Regions from separate parts of the Macaca mulatta genome. Here region 1 is linked to region 2. A link is a contact called in public Hi-C data. All regions are on one chromosome and are shown on one strand. The core of a region is the stretch at or near the end of the contact, and the rest is flanking DNA. Distances in the headings are between cores, read along the strand shown. Region 1 holds the start of KIF9 (kinesin family member 9). Region 2 holds the start of SETD2 (SET domain containing 2, histone lysine methyltransferase).

The links. Hi-C and Micro-C count contacts between places; a contact is called where the count stands out from the background.
Region 1: a contact with region 2 is called in a Hi-C map of fetal cortex germinal zone, with 1.7 times the contacts expected there. The contact joins the promoter of KIF9 here to the promoter of SETD2 in region 2. A contact is called at or near these places in 2 of 14 Hi-C or Micro-C datasets (blood and fetal cortex germinal zone).

Annotation. Positions count from the first base shown.
Region 1 is chr2:110,631,194-110,634,481 of T2T-MMU8v2.0, reverse strand. It overlaps KIF9 (kinesin family member 9), which reads left to right and starts at 2,025. Exons shown (of 22, transcript XM_077992470.1): 1 at 2,025-2,128. It overlaps KLHL18 (kelch like family member 18), which reads right to left and starts at 1,679. Exons shown (of 11, transcript XM_077992518.1): 1 at 1,529-1,679. It overlaps LOC144339144 (a long non-coding RNA gene), which reads left to right. Exons shown (of 3, transcript XR_013413866.1): 2 at 1-158; 3 at 514-1,677.
Region 2 is chr2:110,510,479-110,513,616 of T2T-MMU8v2.0, reverse strand. It overlaps SETD2 (SET domain containing 2, histone lysine methyltransferase), which reads left to right and starts at 1,863. Exons shown (of 18, transcript XM_028844063.2): 1 at 1,863-2,695. The coding sequence starts at 2,625. It overlaps LOC144339139 (a long non-coding RNA gene), which reads right to left and starts at 2,356. Exons shown (of 2, transcript XR_013413860.1): 1 at 1,965-2,356.

The sequences.
Region 1 (3,288 bases), core at 776-3,275, 120 kb before region 2:
GAGCGGGCTGGGCGTGGTGGCTCACACCTGTAATCCTAGCACTTTGGGAGGCCGAGGCAGTCAGATTGCTGAAGCTCAGGAGTTCGAGACCACCCTGGGCAACATGGTGAATCCCCGTCTCTACTAAAAATAGAAAAAATTAGCCGGGGTGGTGGTGTGTGCTTGTAGTCCCAGCTGCTGGGGAGGCTGAGGCAGGAGAATCGCTTGAACCCAGGAGAGAGGTTGCAGTGAGCCGAGATCGCTGCAACTCCAGCCTGGGCAACAGAGCGAGACTCTGTCTCAAAAAAAGAAAAGAAGAAGAGCAAAAGGATCTCTGCAGTTTTATTTTTTCTTTCTTTTATTTCTTTGTGTGTGTGTATGTGAGAGAGAGAGAGAAATAGGAGAAATAGGGTCTTGCTCTGTTGCCCAGGCTGGAGTGCAGTGGTGCGATTACAACTCACTGCAGGCTTGACCTCCTAGGGTCAAGCGATCCTCCCACCTCACCCTCCCGAGTAGCTGGGACTACGGGCACAGGCCACCATGCCCAGCCAATTTTTTATTATTTGGAGAGACAGGGTCTCCCTACATAGCCCAGGCTGGTCTCCAACTCCCCCACTCAAGTGATCCTCTCGCCTCTCAAAGTGCTGAGATTACAGGTGTGAGCCACCATGTCTGCCCTTTTTTTTTTTAAACAGGGATCACCCACAGATGCTGAGAACTTTCCGGTCAAAGCCCAACAGGGAGCCCCACTCATCATCTCCCGGGCCGGACGTCTCCACATGGTTCGGTGGCTTGGCCAGGGAGCAGCACAGCATGCCCCTTCCACATGAAAAGACCCAGGCACAGGAGGGAGGCTGGCTCTTGCGACCAGAATGCTGGTGGGGAACAGGTGGTTAAGATATCTTTCCCTTTTAATGTCAGTCAGCATCCCTCTCCCCAGGCGGCCAGTAGGCCCAGCCCCGGGAAGCTTGTGGTGGTGGTGGTGATGCCTTCCAGTGTGGGGCAGGGTGGCTTCCCACCTCAAAAAATTTCCAGATCAGATTTTAAAAGCTCTTAAGAGACAAAGTAGTGATTCAACAATTAAGGGCAGGCAATGACTCCCAAGGAGAAGCCTTCTCTACAACAGCACAGCCAAGTTCGACAGGCACAAAGAAATATCTGTAGTGACAAGAGAGGGTGCTGAATTCAGTGGTGCCCATCAGCATGTAGGGCCGGCCACCGCCCCTGCCTCCATAGAAGGTAAGTCCATTTTCTCTCGTCTGTATGACAGAAAAGGGAGGCTGTCACCCCAATATCTCCCACTTCAAGGGCCTAAGCGGCGCACCTCTCAACCTTTCCCTTCAGGGGCTGAAAGGTTGTCCTCTTCCTCTCCCCGACTCGGCCCCGATCCCCTTCTGCTCGGCACCTCTCTCCCCACTACTCGGCAACCCTCAAACCTCTTCTCCCCAACCCTCTCCCCGCTCGACCTCTCTTTCTCTGACCCCCCGCCCCTTTTTACTCCCCGCTCGACCCCTTTCCCCTCAGCTCGCTGCCGCCCAGTCCGCGATACCTTGAGGGTCACGTCGCACAGCTTGCCCTGCCGCCGTATCTCCTCCATGACGCCGTAGCCGCGACTAGGCAACTCGGACACCGAGAAGTGCACCAGATCCTCCAGCTCCTCCGCGCCGTCCTCCACCATCTTCCCCGGCCGCCGCAACTGCGCAGGCCTCGCCGGCCGGCTAGACACTAACCAGGGCGGGGCGATCTAGCACGCCGACAGCGGCTCGGAGCGCGGAGCAGCAATTAGACGGGCCTCTGCGGCCGCCGTAGTTGAAACTCCTCGGCGCCGGAAGCCCCGCCGCCCCGCTTCCTGGTTCACGTGAGGCCTTCGTTGTCTCGCTACCTCGAACTTGGCTTCGCGCATGCATCGGCCGAAGTCTTTCTAGATCAATCGGCCCCATCTCTCGTCTTCCCGATTCGGCCATGACCTCACCCGTATCCTCGACGTAGGACCTCGGACTTCATTTCCGCCACCCCGACACTTCCGGAATCCCCGGAAGCGACCCGTTGCCATGGCGACTGTGTACACTGCTAGACAGCCCCGCGTGGGGAGTGCAGGTGGCTTCGGTTGTGGCCGTCGCGTCCCGGGAGCGTCGCTGCCTGGTGAACGGTGAGCAGGGGCTGCGCGCCGGTGGGAGTGGAGAGACGGGAGAAGGGTGTGCGCCTGGACTGCTGATAGTGGCTGGGGTCCAAACACCGCTCTATCTGGGGGTTCCCAGCTGGATCGCTCATCTCTGAAACCCAGGCGAAGGTGGGCGCGACATCACGAGAGTCCTTTCAGCCTGGCCTCGGCTTACGGTCTTCGGAACTAATGTTCATTGGTCCCATAAAGGGGTCGCGCCCAGGACACAGAGGCCGTGAGGCAGGGAGCCAGAGGTCGTCTGGACTCTTCTGCACTAGTCGATTTTCGTACTAGAGGGGGCTTTGGGATCACCAGTCGCGGCCCTTCGCGTTACAGATGAGGAAACCTCTCCAGAGAGGGACCGGAATGGGTTCAAAGCCCACTGCCGCCCAGGCTCCACGCGGGGGTCCGGCACATTGGGTGAGAAAAAGGAGAAAGGCTAGTTTTGCCTGCGTCCTAGTCTTGTTCAGCCAAGGCCAGGTGCAGTTGGACCAGTGTTTTGGATTCGGGTGTTGCTGCTGCCGCTTCGGGTAGCTATGAGGGTTCCCCCATGACAGCCCCTCGTCTAGACAGGAGCACTGGAAGACAGGGACCCACCTGGTGCCTACCACCCCAACCACCAAACGCTCCCTTTCCTCTTGTCGAGTCTTCATGGGTGCTTGTTGACAATTCTGTTAATTCCCACTAAAGACAAATGAGGAAACCTCGAGCGTCTTAACACAGAAGTCTCTTGGTGACCATTCAGAGACTTGCTTTGTTATACCAGAAATATCAAAGGGTGGTTCCCCAAGGAGAGACATTCCCCACAAAGTCCTGAGGGAAAAAGGGAGGGGTCCGGGCGCCGTGGCTTACGCCTGTAATCCTAACACTTTGGGAGGCTGAAGTGAGCGGCTTGCTTGAGCTCAGGAGTTCAAGACCAGCCTGGGCAACACGGCGAAACCCTGTCTCTAGGAAAAATACAAAAATTATTCGGGCGTGGTGGTGCACGCCTGTAGTCCTAGCTACTTGGGGGACTGAGGTGGGAGGATCGCTTGAACCCAGGAGGTGGAGGCTATGGTGAGCCGAGATTGTTTCACTGCACTCCAGCCTAGGTGAAAGAGTGAGACCCTGTCTCAAAAAAAAAAAAAAAAAAAAGGGTGAGGTGAGGT
Region 2 (3,138 bases), core at 614-3,113:
CCAAGTATGTGCTCCAAGCATGCATTCTCTTTGACTTAAAAATATAAGTCCAAATAACTCTGAGAGCAATTATAGATGAAGGCACTGCCTGTAAAAACCCAGTTCATTTGTTTCTGTTTGGGGCTTAGAATTCTCACTGATTCCCATGGCTTGACAAGCTTATTGCATTGGGTTCTGACCAAACCAATGCTATCATGAGACCAGTGCCCAGCTGTACCTCCTGCAAGAGAATTGCTTACTTTCTTATTAAGGAAATACGAAACCTGCACCTGACTGCTTTTTTCTCATTCACCTCAGCTTAGGTCCTTACCACCTCACACTTACATTGTTTAACTACCTCCATCTAAAATTGCCCTATCCTGCCTGTCCAAGGTCAAGTGACTCCCAACTGCCTATGTGGCATCTAAGGCACAGGGCCTCAATCTATTCTTTCAAAGCCCAAAAGACAACACTTAACTGGGCACTTAATGAGAGGCACTGTGCAAGCATGTTCACAACATTCTCTGCGCAGTGGCTAATACCCCATTTACAGGTGAGGCACGGGAAGCATGAGAAGCAAGCATCCCAATGTCACAAGGCTAGAAAGTGCCTGGTACACAATGCCAGGTAGAGCTAGCTCTTAACCTCTGCACTATCATGGCTAAAGAACGCTGACGTGTACTGAAAGTTTAAAGCTTTAACAAACAGCTTATTTAATCCTCACAATAGTGAGAAGGCCAGTTGGCAGCAATATTCTCATTTAAAAATGAGAAAAACCACAGGGAAATTAGTAACAATAATGGTGTGTAAAGAAATGGCCTTGGGAGATTTGAACCTAGGGAGTCAGATGGACCCTGGACCTCCATGCTAACCCTAAAGGTACCAGGAAAAAAAAAAAAAGCCAAAATAATTCCTAAGTGAAAAACAATGATTATAAAACACTAAAAGACACTAGCCTACATACATACAAAGGCTATTTTAAAAAGTTAGCCACTGAAGGATGTTTATTCTCTCATATCACATTTAAGATTTTTGTTGTTGTTTTCTTTTTTTGAGATGGAGTCTCGCTATATCGCGCAGGCTAGAGTGCAGTGGCGTGATCTGGGCTCACTACAACCTCCGCTTGCTCTGTCGCCAGGCTGGAGTACAGTGGCACAATCTTGGCTCACTGCAACTTTCGCCTCCTGGGTTCAAGCGAGTCTCCTATCTCAGCCTCCCGAGTAGCTGGGATTACAGGCGTGCGCCACTACGCCCAGCTAATTTTTGTATTTTTAGTACAAATGGGGTTTCGCCATGTTGGCCAGTCTGGTCTCGAACTCCTGACCTCAGGTGATCCGCCCGCCTCAGCCTCCCAAAGTGCTGGGATTACAGGCGTGAACCACCGCGCCTGGCCCACATTTCAGTTTTTAACCACTGTTTCTTAACTGGAAGAGACATCCTTTCCTTTCCTTAACCAATTGCTGGTAAAATCCGATTCAAAATTCTAGTGGAAAAACAACAGCAACACCACCACAAAAAAAGCTAACCCTATGAACCCCCAATGTCAAAATGATCTATCACAAAAAACTCTTCAGCGTCTAGAAAGTTTAGATATTGGATTTACGCGTTCCTATCCCTCCTTCCAAAAATAACAACTCGTAACTCTTTCAAGTTATTCTACTTAATCTCATCTTATCATTTCTGGAGGAAAGTGATTAATACACCTTTTTCATGACACTGCCTCTAAGGCCCCAAGAACCAAACAAGAGACCCGAGCTGCCGCCTTAGAGACTTCGGGTGCGGGCAGAACGCCGCGCCGAGGTGGAGGTAGGAGCCCCGAGGGCACAGCGGCCAGGAGGGCGGAGGAGGCTGCCGGAAGCTCGGCCTCCGAGCAATCCCCCGCCTCGCTGCGCTTCCATGCTTGCTAAGGGGTCGAGATGAAGAGGCTAGGGGGAGAGAGAGGGGCGAGTGGGACGAGTGGCCGGGAGCAGCCGCGGCCGCTTTACCTCAGAGCCCAGAGACCTGGGGGAGGGGCCCTCGGCGCTGCCGCGGACTCCGGGGCTCCCGGCGGGCAGGTCCTACAGGGCCGTGGAGCAAGAAGGCTGATGTCTCGGCCGTCTCGGGGAGTTCTCCCGACGTCGCCTGCTGTTTGTCAGTCGCCAGCTGTAACACGGTAGCGGGCCGGGTCACGCTGCTCCCGGCCGCCAGGCGGGTTGAGTGAGGGGTCGCGGTGCCGCCTCTCTAGGTCCGGTCTGGCCCACATCACCGGAGCCGGGGGTTTATTGTTCCGGAGAGCCACAGGCACTGTCGGCCTGGGCCCGCCGGGCAGTGTTTCGCTCCGCCCGTCCCGGCCTGGGGTCAAGCCAGCAGCTGCAGGCACGCCGACTGGCGGCGTATTGGGGGCCCGTGTGTGTCTCTTTAAGGGGCCGGGCCTGCGAAGCTGAGGGGCGGGTGGGGTGTGCGTCGCTCCCGGTGTGAGGGTGAGAGGGAGAGAGCGGCTGGCGGGCGTCCGAGGGAGGGAGGGAGCGACGAGCGAGGTAGCGACGCGGGCTGCCCCTGCCGCCGCCGCCGCCGCCGCGGTCGGACCTGCGGCCTCCTCCCCTCCCCTCCCCCGCGTCGCCCTGCCGCGGGGAGGGGGCTCTCGTCGCCGCCTCCAGCCGCTCCCGATGAAGCAGCTGCAGCCGCAGCCGCCTCCGAAGATGGGGGATTTCTACGACCCGGAGCACCCGACCCCTGAGTAAGTATCAGCTCCGCGGCCCCCTGCTGCTGTCGGCCGCCTCAGCCCCAGCCGAGGGCGGTGCGTCCTGACGGGTGGCGGCGCGGGCCGGCGCGAGGAGTAACGGGCCCGCGGTGGCTTCGCGCGGTCGGTGTCGGGAGCAGGCCCGCGCCGCCACTTCGAGCTGCCTGGCTGGGGCCGCTGCAGGCCCGCGGTTGGGCCCGGCGTTGGCGCCGCTGCTCGCGTCGCGGCGGCGGTTGGGCCGGGCCGGTGGGGGAGGGGCGGCCACGGTCCCTACCCGTGTCCGCACCGACCCGGCCAGCCCGGGGCTCGGCAGTCCTGGCGGGCTCCTCGCGGTTCGTCCGGGCCCCGCTGCTAGCCAAGGGGCATAGTCGGAGGAGCTGCCGGTGCCTGGCCCGGCAAGAGGGCGCCGGTGAGGGTAGGCCGCGAATCCCCGGGCTCGG